Linked DNA regions of Anser cygnoides: region 1 is linked to region 2. The links are chromatin contacts, called in public Hi-C maps. All regions are on one chromosome and are shown on one strand. The core of a region is the stretch at or near the end of the contact, and the rest is flanking DNA. Distances in the headings are between cores, read along the strand shown. Region 1 overlaps LRIT3 (leucine rich repeat, Ig-like and transmembrane domains 3). Region 2 holds the start of PLA2G12A (phospholipase A2 group XIIA).

The links. Hi-C and Micro-C count contacts between places; a contact is called where the count stands out from the background.
Region 1: a Hi-C map of liver shows a contact between it and region 2, with 4 times the contacts expected there. The contact joins the enhancer-like site here to the promoter of PLA2G12A in region 2. A contact is called at or near these places in 2 of 7 Hi-C or Micro-C datasets (both in liver).

Annotation. Positions count from the first base shown.
Region 1 is chr4:76,600,701-76,603,400 of Taihu_goose_T2T_genome, forward strand. The region is part of intron 3 of LRIT3 (leucine rich repeat, Ig-like and transmembrane domains 3); the gene reads left to right. Among named protein-coding and RNA genes, the nearest start is that of LRIT3, 8.2 kb to the left of the region's middle. Within about 2 kb of position 1,256, at least 2 of the 3 cell types and tissues checked have open chromatin away from gene starts, as enhancers often do. A contact at or near this core is called in liver, where this site is marked.
Region 2 is chr4:76,556,572-76,559,271 of Taihu_goose_T2T_genome, forward strand. It overlaps PLA2G12A (phospholipase A2 group XIIA), which reads right to left and starts at 1,286. Exons shown (of 4, transcript XM_013185235.3): 1 at 1,005-1,286; 2 at 233-309. The coding sequence starts at 1,212. It overlaps LOC106038646 (a long non-coding RNA gene), which reads left to right. Exons shown (of 3, transcript XR_010831293.1): 2 at 1,637-1,756.

The sequences.
Region 1 (2,700 bases), core at 6-2,505, 44 kb after region 2:
AAGTAAAGCAAGAATGGCATTGCAAACCACAGAACAGTGCCCTTGTACTACGACACAGCACCTGTGTTACATGCCTGGCGGACTGGCAGGCGCACAGCATAGTTTGAAGGTTCAAAGCCTGCTGGGCTTGCTCTGGGAGAACAAGCAGGATGGAGGGAGCCATTCTTGATGCGGTCTCACCCATGCTCCCTTCAGGCAGCGGTCCCCAGAGCACGCTTGGTTCCTGCTTTTGTCTTGGAGATCGCCCTTTGGAACAGTTCAAAACAAAGCTGTGGAATGAGCTGACAATAAACAGTGGAAACGATCAAGGGACCCGGGTGTGAGTTCATCTGGCCCTCTCTTGGTTAGCACTGGAGCTATGACCTAATTCTTTGATCCAAATCACAGCTAAGTTTCAGCATTGGCTGCTGTACAGAGATTGATATTTCTGGCGTGAATGATGGTAGCAACATTTTCCATATGGAAAATTACATCCAGTGAGTCACTGAGAGGAATGGAGGGGTCCAGGATTTGACAGAGTGACAGATGAAATCTTGCCTCTGTTACGTGTAGAGGTGCCAAAAATTGGAAACTCAGCAGGTCCATCAGGATCCCACTGGTTATGCTGGGCTATGGGGTAGATGCCACTCTCCCCAAAATTACTCCCTAGCAATTACAGTGTGTCGGACACAGTGACAGAAGTGGGATTTACTGTTTAGAACCATCGATCAAAAGTTCTGTAGCTTCAGCTAGAGGATAGCCTTGGGTAGGTTGGCCCAAGCTGTGGTGAATATTTCCATTGGCCAAAAACGTGGATATTTCATGTACTCCCATTTTGCAGCAACTGAAACACAGTATATAGTACGAGCTATGGTCTGAGACTGGTTACTTATTTACAAAGGAAATTTTGCTCATAGCTATTTCAAACGCTAAAGTCCATATTGACACAGCGTGGGGAAATCCTGCTTACTGAGAAGACTGCAAAAATATGCATGCAGTCACACATACATATATACGTATTTGCCCCTGTACAAGCAAGCATACATATAAATCTGTGAGCAAATTTAAAGTATGCTAAACCTAGATCAAAGGAAGTTGTTTGTTTTTTTTTTTTTAATAGAACAATTTATAATCCTTATTTGATGTTAACATACATTGTGTTGGTATATCGCAATGCATAAATATTTATCAACATTTGCTTTGCCTTGGTTAATATTTCTTACTCAGGTCAATAAGCTGCCTTAATATTTCTGCAAAAGAAGCCAGAATTTATAAATACTTGGTGTTCTAACAGATACATATGCTGTTGGGGACTTATATTTATTTTTATATTCTCTTCTTAGTATCCCCTCAGGAAAATAATTTCCTATTTCATTGCTTTATTAGAGCTCCGCATTTTTTTTCCAGTTTCTTCAACTTCTACCTTTTTGTAACCTTTTCTTTATTCTTTCATGTGTTCTTTCTCACTTCTACCACCTTGTAAACACAAGCTGTGAAATTGCATAAGTTTACATTCCCATTTGTTTTCCTTTCAATAGCTAACTGAAGTGTAATCAAAATCAGTGTTTTATCCTTGCTTCCAAGTCAATTGTCGTTTCATCTTTTTATTTTGGGAATTTACACAATTCGATGACCTACAATGGCTGTGTATGTTTTACAGCAGATAATGTGCATACTGCCAGGTATTGGCAAGACTCAAATAAATAGAAGGAATGAGCCATGGAGGCAAGGAAGGAACTCCTGTGGCTGTATGTATTATACGTCTTTATATATGTCCTGCTTCTTCAGCCAGTTCCACTGGGCAACACGATGGATGGGGAGATGAGACAACTAGCTGAGACAGCTCTTTCCTTTGCACTGAAACACAAAAGTAGTGTCTCTTCTAGGATGACAGCTTTCTTCGTCCACTGAAACCAGGCTTTCAGAATGATCTGAGATGATCAAACCTGTGTCCTAGACTAAATGCCCACCTATTCTAATGGCTTTGCTTTGCCATTCCTTCTATTTTGCCTGTTTCTGTTACTCTGTTCAGATTGCAGAAGCTTTGGTTCTCCTCTTAAACACTGGGAGAACATGAAAGCCATGTATTTATAGCTTTGAAAGATCTTTCAGCACTGCATTACTATTAGAAGCAATAATAATAATAAAATCCTTTCCTGTAGCAAAGCATGCAGGGGACAGAAAGGTAGCAGAAATATTTTTAGTATCGTTCACTGTAAGGGAAAGCCTGCTGCCTTGCATGTGAGATGTGATCCCTACCAGTGCTGCAGATCAGTCCTGATTAATGCTGTGGACCCACAGTTTCCTGCCCTTCCATCCACTTGTAGCCCAGCAGCCCCGTGCTTCTGTCCTTTCCAGGCAGTACCGAGGACGTACAGGAGAGTTCCCGTGCTTTTCCCCAGTATTTCTTACAGTGGACTCTCAGTTGAGTCCTTGTTTCTGGGGGACCTTGTCTCCCTTCTTATACCTTAAGGGGAATTTCATTTTCAAATGCACTTATGGTCTCTCCTTCTTAACACGGTGACGAAAACTGGCCCCTTATAAGCAAGTGAGAATGAAAAAAATGTTCTCTAGCTCACAAACTAAAGCTCCCATAACTTAAAAGATGAGCACAAATAGTGACATGCTTATGCTTGATTGGAAATAATTGATGTGCTTAGACATATGGAAGACATTCAGTTGATACCTCTTTTGCTTGTGAATGTTTGACATTCACAGGAA
Region 2 (2,700 bases), core at 36-2,535:
TGCTGATGAAAATATTTACATTTTGTTCATTTATAATACTAGTATTTCCCACGTGTTGTTACCAAAGCACGTGCTGGAGCTGATAAAGGCAGGGATTTAGTACATGGTCTCAGTGCTCCTTACAAGCTTCAGATGTCTCATCCTTAGAATACGGGAGGAAGGAAACACCCGCATCGAGGAAATTCCACGTATGAAAATCCACACGCACAAAGAAACCCCAAAATGGACTTACCTGAACCCCAAATAGAGGGGATCCACAGCCATTTGGTGGTGAAGGTTTATACCCGTAGCGAGGAAAGGGCTTTGATCCTGTAAAAGGCAATTTATAATACCTCAGATATATTTTTCCGCAGAATTTTAGTACCGTCAAAACTCACCGCAGCCATTTGCTGGGCTTGAGACGGCTGTATTTTTGGCATAAGCATGTATTCAAGCACCTGAATATCACCGAGTCTTTCCAAATTACGGCTTAGGAGCACTAAGCACTTTGTCAACAAGGGGGGATAAGACACCTGAGCAAGTATTCACTTTAGTTTCTATATTAAAAAAAAAAGAAGTCTTGAGTCACTACAATCGATGCATGAGAGTCACTACAATCGATGCATGACTTGTGTGCAATACACAGGATTATATTTAAAAGGAATGGCTCTTCGAAGTACTAATGAACTTTAAAGCGCTCCATGCTTTGTACGCAGCCAGTATGCTGACAATCCTAAGGGTTAAACGAAAAACACACGGAACGAAACGGATCCGACAGCAACCCTCACCACCCGGGCGTTTACACCTCCGCAGCCCGCTGAAGCCCCGTCCCCCCGCCAGGGCGCAGACCTCGCGCCCCGACCCAATCCGGATCCGAATCCGGATCTGGGAAGCGACCCTTCACCTCCTTTCGCTACCTCGCGACAACAAGGCCAGGGCACGGCCGCGGCCCGGCGCTTCCAGGCACCGCCAAGGAGCCTGGCCCGGGCGGCCATTTCCCTCCTTCCCCGCGGCGGCCCCCTCACCGTCGCTGCACTTGTAGTGGCACAGCCCGTCCTCGCCGCCCAGCAGGTCGAGGGCGGCGTTGAGGTACACGTCGATCTTGTGCACCCCGTTGCGGATCGTCTTCAGCGTCAGCCGCCAGTCGGGGGTCCGCGGCGCCTCCTGGCTCGCACCCAGCCAGGCGCAGGCCAGCAGCGGCAGCAGCAGCGGCAGCAGCGGGGCGCCGGCCATGCCCGGGGCCGGCCGCTCGCCTCGAGCCCCCGCCGCCTGCCCGCCGCCATCGGCCCGCCGGGCGCCGCCCCGAGCCCGCCTCCGGGGAGGCGCCGCCAAGCCTGAGGCGGCGACCCCAAGGCTGAGGGGACGCCCCTAAACCTGAGGGGACGCCCCTAAATCTGAGGGGACGCCCCAAAACATGAGGGGGCCGCTGGAGGAGTGGGGTGGCGGGGTAGGGGGTGGCCGTGCCTCAGTGCTGAGCGCTGGGGATGTGGGGTCTGTGCCTGCAGAAAACCGACCGAAATGAGCCCGCTTGCTAAACCTCCCAGTCCATACCCATGCCTGTCTATATATATTTAAATCCTACATGCTCCTTAGAGGGGGGTGAAGTGGAGCCGTGTGGGAGCTGGCTTAGTTTTTGTAATGAAATCTTTGTTTTAAGGTGCATGGGATTGCCCCGAGCGTGCTAGCATCAGGATCTCAGGAGAAAAGTAACTGTGGTGAAAAACGGGAGATGGAGAGAAAACACTCCAGATAGACAGTCAGAGTGGGAAGATACACGGTAAATACGGTTTTTTTCTTTGCACCCTCTGCATTTAGTATTAATCAGAGTTAACTGAAGAAATAGGTGGCAAAAGTTGACGTATGCTAAGTCAAACAAAAGAGGGAGCTCTTCCTACACCTGTCCTGAAAGCAGCCTTTCCCTATGATTACTACATAAAGACCCTGATTCAGCAAAGTATTTCCAAGGAAGAAATATGCTTAAATGCTTTCCTAAATAGGAAGCTTTGTTAGGGGCAGGTAAGAGTAGTAATTCATACCCTTAACTTCAGCTATTGGTGACTGACAGGGTCCTTACTTGATAAATTCGTGCTGATTTTTCTGCGAGACAGTGGAAGATAAAGAAAAGTCAGGGAAAACATAAAACTTCTGTCTGAAGCAGACAGTGTTGAATTATTAAAAAACATAGCCACCAGCAGCAAAAAATGCAACAAAACACACAAAAAGCACCTCCCTCCCCCTGTCAACAACTTGTGTGAACAAATGCTATTGATTCAATGGGATAATTCATTGAGAGAGATAAAGTAAAATAGATATTAAAACTCTTGTAAATTAGAATCCAGTGAAGTATGTTATAAAACTCTTGAGCGGTTTGACAGGACTGAGATGGTCCTGAAGTCATTTAACAGTTCTGTGTTGAAAGTACCAATCCAAAAACCGAATTCTGGCCCTTTTAAGAGCACAGTGCTAGTGTCTCTTCTGGTTGACTGCATAATTCTTTTTGTGGATAACCCTTGCTGAATGTCTCAGCTTCCGTGTCAGTTAATGCAGTGGCACAATTCCCCCTGACTGCATAGTACAGGATCTGGCCCTTGTAAGGATGTGGTTTGGTGTTTTTTTTGTTTGTCTTTTTCTTTTTCACATTATTTTTTCATGCTTCTGTATATTGCTGTAGGAAGCTTGTGCTAATTTGAGAAACTTTTTTCTGGCTGAGAGTATTCATTT